Linked DNA regions of Pan troglodytes: region 1 is linked to region 2. A link is a contact called in public Hi-C data. All regions are on one chromosome and are shown on one strand. Each heading gives the region's core, a stretch centred on a gene start, on an enhancer-like site or on the middle of the called end of the contact. The rest is flanking DNA. Distances are from core to core; before and after follow the strand shown. Region 1 has its middle 33 kb from the start of TTLL11. Region 2 holds the start of LHX6 (LIM homeobox 6).

What was found. A called contact is a pair of places that touch in the nucleus more often than the background predicts.
Region 1: a contact with region 2 is called in a Hi-C map of stem cell-derived neural progenitor cells, with 2.7 times the contacts expected there. The contact joins the enhancer-like site here to the promoter of LHX6 in region 2. A contact is called at or near these places in 3 of 7 Hi-C or Micro-C datasets (induced pluripotent stem cells and stem cell-derived neural progenitor cells).

The regions. Positions count from the first base shown.
Region 1 is chr11:16,319,046-16,322,552 of NHGRI_mPanTro3-v2.0_pri, forward strand. No RefSeq gene overlaps it. Among named protein-coding and RNA genes, the nearest start is that of TTLL11, 33 kb to the right of the region's middle. Within about 2 kb of position 1,821, at least 10 of the 24 cell types and tissues checked have an H3K27ac peak or open chromatin away from gene starts, as enhancers often do. A contact at or near this core is called in stem cell-derived neural progenitor cells, where this site is marked.
Region 2 is chr11:16,216,435-16,219,738 of NHGRI_mPanTro3-v2.0_pri, forward strand. It overlaps LHX6 (LIM homeobox 6), which reads left to right and starts at 1,489. Exons shown (of 8, transcript XM_016961593.4): 1 at 1,489-1,824. The coding sequence starts at 1,741.

The DNA.
Region 1 (3,507 bases), core at 571-3,070, 100 kb after region 2:
CCCAGGCCTGTATCGTTCCTGTTTCCAGTCCTAGGCCTCTGTTTCTTCATCCATGCAATAGGTCTATCCAGCTCTGACCTGCTGTGATCTCTGTAAATCTGAGCTGATTAGAACATTTGGCCCTGAAATTCCAGAGGCCTTTAGGCTTCCCTGATGGAGGGAGCCTGGGTCTGAGTCTTGGTGCTGTCAGGGAGGCACTGAGGGGGCTGGGGGTGGGGTCAGAGAGGTGGGGAAGGTGAACCCTCCCCACTGCAAGGCCTGGCAGTAGGGCAAAACCAGGCTGCTTATCTCCCCAGCCTGGGCACCCTGGATGACTGTGCTGGGGACATGGGGCTGATGGAGGGGTCGCCAGGGAGGAGGCGGAGAAGACAGAGATGTCATCTGTCCTGAAAGACACAGCCCTTCAGGGCTTCCTGCCCTCTCTGCAGTTCTTGCCAGGTCACCTGGGCCCCAAAGACCCCACAGTTCTGTTCACCAGCCCCCTTCAGTCCTTGTCACCTGGCTACTGCTAGGCAGCCACACTCAGCTCCATGATCTCACCAGCAGCCAAGTAGCTGAACACACAGTCACAGCGCCCCCGCCCACACACACACACACACACAGGCACAAAGCCTGTGGCACAGTCACACATGGGCTTGTAGAGTTATAGGTGTCCCCGCGTGCACAGCCCTCCTGGGAGCCAGCACGGGAGATCACGCATGCGTGCCCACCCCAGCGTGTGGGTGAGCCCAGGGCTGTGCCCAGCCCAGCTCTTAGAGAACCACTCTGAGGCCTCCCTAGACAGAGTCGCAGGAGCCGTCCTAGAGGGGTGGGGGTGGTGATGGGATGAGAAGCGCTCTGTGGGCCTCTGATCCCCTCCTTTAATAAAAGGAGCTAGAAGGCCCCCTCCTCAGCACCCCACCCCCCGGCCTCAGCACCCAAAGCATCCATTATTCCACCCGATGCCCCCTCTAGTTCTGCGGGGTGAGCGCGCTGAGCACATCTTACAGAGGGCAAACTGAGGCTGGGGAGGCGAAGGGGGGTTGCCCAAGGGCAGAGCTGGTGAGGTCAGAAGCAGAATTGCAAGCCGGGGCGGTGGGCCCCCAAACCTGTGTTCTCTCAGGCCGCCCACCCCCATCTGCCGGGCTGGGGTGTGGACCCCGAAGCGTGCCCCGGGCCCCCTCCACCCCAGCACCCAAGGGCCTCCCGGACACAAAGCCACCTGGCGGCGCTCGAGGGGGCGCGCGTGGGAGCGCGCACGGCGGCCCGCGCCTCCGGCCAAGATGTTCCCTCTCCGCGTGATTGACAGGCTCGAGTGCCGAGAAACAAAATTGTTTATGCGCTAATGAATAAGGCCCTGATTGCAAGATCCTGTTTGGAAAATTATAGTGCGGCGGCGGCGGCGGCGGCCGCGGCGGCCCAATTACAGCCCGCGCTGCATATTCATTTCGTCTCTCCTTTGCATCGAGATGAACGGGCGCCCCGCGCCCTGCAAAGGCAACGCCAAATTTAGTCCCAGGTTCCGCACTCCTCCGCGCCATTGTCTGCCCCGGACCACCTGCCTCCTGCCGGCCTGATTGCCCGGGAGGGCGCGAGCAGGGAGGCCAAGAAAGTTCTCCCTACCCCTCCTCCTGGCACCCCCTTCCCTCGGTTCTCTCCGCTCCCTCCTCCGACTCCCCGTCTCTGTCTCCCTTCCCCTCCCGGTGTCTCTTTCTCCCTCTGTTCTCTCTCTCCTTATTCTGTGCCCCACACTTCCTCTCCTCGCTCTAGGCCTCTAACTGGGTGCATCACCGGTCTAGAATGTCAGTCGCTGTCCCTCCCCCTCCAGCTGCACATTCCCTGCGTTCCTGGGTCCCTGGGGACAGCAGGGGCAGTAACGGGGACTGTCTGCTCCTTGGAGGTCACAGAGGTATGAGGCGGGTCTCAAGACCCCTGCCTTGGCTGTGAGCATGGGGTGGCTTGGCTCGTCCCCGCAACCAAGCTGCTGGGGAGAGAGGCCCCTCCCTGCCCGCTGCCTCTGCCGCCTCCCGCATGCCACCAGACCCACTTATCCTGCGGCTCAGGCCCCTTGGCTGCCCAGGCTGCGCCCTCACACCTCCCTGCCCTGCACATGCTGTTCTCTTGCTGGCACGCCCTTCCTGTCTTCCCAGACGCATCCCAAGTACAGCTCAGAGCAGCCTTCCCCTGTCCCCACCACCGCAGGCAACAGGACAGCTCCCTCCCAGAGCACGCTGGTGTCCAGGCATGTCCTGCAGGTACAGCAGCAGGCAGGGTACACTGGCGTCCTTCTCCCGGGCCTGACCAGCCTGGGGGCTGCCGGTGAGTCACCAGGAAGCTCTGGTGTCCAGCTCAAGGCTGATCAAACGGACACCTCCACTGTGATATGGGGGTATAGTCTCCCTGTCCTTGTTGTATGGTGATGGTGGGCAGGAGGGGAGAGGAGGCTGGGAGGGAGGGACTGGGGGTTTGCAGCACCTGGACGCCACAGACCAGGACTGGCCCTGGGTTCCAGACAGTGACAAGGACAACTAACTGGTCCTTGTCACTGGGTCATTGACTTAACTGACAGGTACCTGAGGCCCAGTCTGGCTGGAGGCTCATGGTGGGGGTGATGGTGGCGAGGGCTCTTCAGAGGATGGCCGTGCTCCTCCCCGTCCTGCCTGGGGCCCCACTGAGTAACCAGGCATCTGCACCCCTTCCTGGGATGGAAATTGGGGTATTCAGACGTGAGCAAAAAATGGACAACCACATATACCAACTGGCCTAGACAACCCCCAACCCTGCCGCCAGAGACACACAAAGTAATAGACTCCCACAGTCACATACACACAAACATAGACACGCAGCCTCTCCTTGAAAGACCCACGCAGCCTGAGACACAAAGGCAGGCTGGCCCCTGGGCGTGTGTGGGGCAGCACTGCCCTCTGGCGGCTGTCTTGGCAATCTCTCTGTCAGGCTCTGGCTAGCTTCCTAGAACCACAGCTGAGCCACGATGAGGGTGTCCAAGCCCAGACCCAGAGAACTGGGACTCCCAGGGATGGGATTTCAGGGAGGAAAAGGAATTTGTGTTCCTAGGGTCGAGGGTCTTTTGAGTTCCAGTTCCCTACCCCAATCTGCATGTAATGCAGAACATGTGAGCAGAACTTGCTCACAGAAGGATCAGTCCAGGGATGGTGAGGGGGCGGAGCTCCTTATCATGGGAGGAGTACGAGTTGGGCTGGGACCACTTGCAGATTGGTGGTCTTTAGTGGCAGAGTGGACAACTTCATAGGTCATCGCCAGCTTGAAGAGCCCTGGGAGGTATGTCTAGTCTTCTCCTACTTCACCCCAGCCCAGCCACTCTCCTGTTTGGTTTGTTTGTCAGTCATCAAACTCTGACAGCATCTCAGCACCTCGAACAGCAGGGTGAGATCCTGGGTGGCGGGAGATGAGGCTGTGGAGGGTGGCCAGGCAACCCCTTGGAGGTCTTCGAGGCCAGTATTAGGTGTGTGGGCTTTATTCTGGGGGACAGGGATCTGGAGACAGGCC
Region 2 (3,304 bases), core at 239-2,738:
TGAGAGCAATGAATGGCTGGGATGCAGAGGGTGGGAAATGCCATTAGCTGAGGCTGGGGCTATTTTTGTGTACCTTGATGCCAGTAAAGGAACAGATATTTGTATCTTTGGGGAATATGGGTGTGGATCTTTAGTATCGTGTTGGTGTGCAGGCATCCTCTACTACCTGCATCTGTCAGAACCTGCCTGTGTGTGTGCAAACTGAGACTATAACTATTGGGAATCTATGGCTGCAGAAGTGTGTGTGATGTGTCTGCCTATAAATGCTTCTCAATAGTTGTCTCACCATCTGTAAGGATGTAAGTACATATTTGAGGGTGCCTGAGTAGAGGACATAAGGTTATACATGGGTTTGGAGCCCTGTGAAAATCTGTGCCCTCTTGAGTATGGCTGTGTGTACAAATGGAAGAACAATTGTGTGTGGGGGGGGTGTTTACATCTGTAAATGAGGGCAATTATGGAGGTGATGACATGTGTGATGTGGTGAGGGTAGGCTTTCATGGTGTCTGTAGGGCTGGATCTATGTCTGAGTGTGCTTATTTGTTTTTAGATGATGTATGTTTACATGTGTCTCTTTAGGCTCAGTTTGTGTGTGGAGAAGGGGGCTGAGACTCTAAGTGTCCACTTGTGTATGCTGCAGGGCGTTAGTGTGTGTAAGGCTCCATCTTTGGGTTTGAAGGTTCTGTGTCTGTGTGTCTGGGGGCAGTGTCTTCTGTCTAAATGCCTGGGCCTTCCTGCCTTCCCTACCGTTCTCATTGTCAGTAGAACCCTAGAGAAGAAGGGATGGGCATTGGACTGTGTGGTTAAGCAAATCCTGAAGGGAAGGGGAATGTGCCAAGCAATCCCTTCCAAGAGAATTCAGGGAAACTACCCTCCCGTCTCACCCAACCCGATCCCACTCAGTCCCTGGGAGCTGGTGCACTGTCTGGTTCTTATAGAGCAGAGGTATCTGTGCAGGTGTGTGAGAGTAAGTGTGGTGCCTCGTGCCCGTGTAAATGATGTGAACAGGTAATCACTTACATTAGTGTGTACACAAATGTACCAGGCGTGGGATTGCATCAACACAGTGTAATAACGTGTGACCTCCTACGGAATCTATCTCCGCAGATGGTATGGCCATGGGTCCCTCCTGTACCTGTGAGTGGGGCAGTGTCTGAGGAAGATGGGTGCCCCTTGAGGGAGGAGCGGTAGTGAGAGCTGGGTGGATGTGTGCCCGCCGGTGCCTTTGTGTACCGGCGTGTCTCCGAGTCTCTCTGTCGGCAGCTCTGAGTTTCTGTGTGTCTCTGTGTCTGTGTGTGTGTCTCTCTCTCTGGGTCTCTGCCTCGTCGTGTGTGTCTTGCTCTCCCTTGGCGGGGAGGGGATTGGTCACGCATGACTCATCTTGAACCGAGCGGGGCTCCAGCGGCAGGGCGGCCGCCGTTGCAGCTGGAGGGGGAGGAGGACAAGGAGGAGGGAGAGGAGGAGGAGGACTACCAAGAGGGGGAGGAGGAGAAGAAGGAGGGGGCGGGGGCCTCTCCAAGTTTGTCGGGACCTTCTTCCGAGGCAGCGGCGGCAGCAGCCAGGGAGGCCGGGGCTGCGCGCGGGCCGGGGGCGGGGGCTGGGGCCGGGCCCGGGGCGGCGGGGCCGGCGCCTCGGCTCTCCTCCTGCTCCTGCAGCAGCCTCTGCTCCCACTGCGGCTGTGGTCCCCCTCGGCGCAGCTCTCCGCGCTGCGCGCCCGCTGAGCCCGAGGTTCCCCGGCCCATGTACTGGAAGCATGAGAACGCCGCCCCGGCGCTGCCCGAGGGCTGCCGGCTGCCGGCCGAGGGCGGCCCCGCCACCGACCAGGTGAGCCGGCGAACGACTGGGTGAGCGGCCCGGGCCGGGGTCGGGCAGGGTCCGGGACCCAGCCGGGCCGAGCAGGGTGGCGGGCGGTTGCAGGAAGGAGGGGTACGAGGGTGCGCCTGTGAGTGTGTGCTTGTGAGTGTGGGAGCGCGCGCGAGCGAGGGGGGGGGGGTCGCGGAAAGCGGGAACACATTATGCAAATGTTGGAGGAATTTCTCAAAAAGCGATTTAGTAAAGACACAGGCGAATCAAGAGGAGGCGAGGCCGGTATTGTCCGTCTGAATAGGCGCTGATAGCGCCGATGCGCCGGGGGTTGTGCGGGCGCAGCGCTGAGAATCCCGACGCGGGGCCGGTACCCGGCGCGCCGAGGGGCTGGAGGGTGCTTTTTCCTCCCCTTGAGCGCCTCTCTTTTCTCTTTTTGGTCCCGTTTCGCCCCCGATCTCGCTCCCTTTTTGCTCCGGGTTTCCCTCCGACTGGCCCTCGAAAGGCTCCTGAATCCGTGTCAATATAGCTGCTTCAATTTCGCCGCGCGTGTCAGGCGGGCGGGCGGGCGGGTGCTCACCGCGCTCGGGGTTTTATTTTCTTCAACCACCCTCCGCCCCTCACCCATCTCTTTTTTATTTTCTTTCTTTCTCTCTTTTCTCCTTTTTGCATTTTGTGCCGAGAGGAGAAGGGAGCGAGGAAGGGGAGTGGGGTGGGGGGGCGGGTGGAGAGAGAAAAAATTCGATTTTTAATTACTACCATTAAAAAATCAAATTTGCAATTCTTTGGGCGGCCTGATGGATCTCACTGATTGACAGTTGGAATTGACACTCTGGCTACCTCTTATCTTGGGCATTCACGACAATTTCTAATTGCAGGTAGTTTGTGTGTGTGTGCGCGTGTTTTTTTTCCCCCCTCAGAGGCTTGGATTGCAAGGGAACTAAGCGATTACTTCAAGAGCCACGGGTTAAGTGCAGGGAGAGGGGGAGAGAGAGGGAAAAAATCCAATCCAAATTCAAATTGCTTCATTAGAGAGACACCGCTTTTGTGGGGAAGGGCTTTAAATGCCCACTACAAAGTTAGGACTCATTGTTCGGCGCCGGTTTATATAACAGGCGCGGGGAGGCGCTGGGCTCAGGCTGCGCGGAGCCAGTTCAGCAGCCGCCGCCGCCTGCGTTCCCTCCCCCCCTCCCCCAGGTGATGGCCCAGCCAGGGTCCGGCTGCAAAGCGACCACCCGCTGTCTTGAAGGGACCGCGCCGCCCGCCATGGTGAGTCCGTTTGGCCCTGCCTGCGGTGCCCAGTCCTCCAGCGGCCCGGCCCTGGGGACCTGGCCAGGTTTTCCGGCCACGAACCGCTGCTCACGTTCTGGGGGACTCCCGGCGGGCGCCGCCCCTCTCTGAGCCTCGGTTTTCCGGCAGGGAATGTTGGCTTTAACCGCTCCCAGCACCCAGAATGCGCGTGTTAAAAGTTGGGTCCGTCCCTTCCTCTCCAATAGGCCCT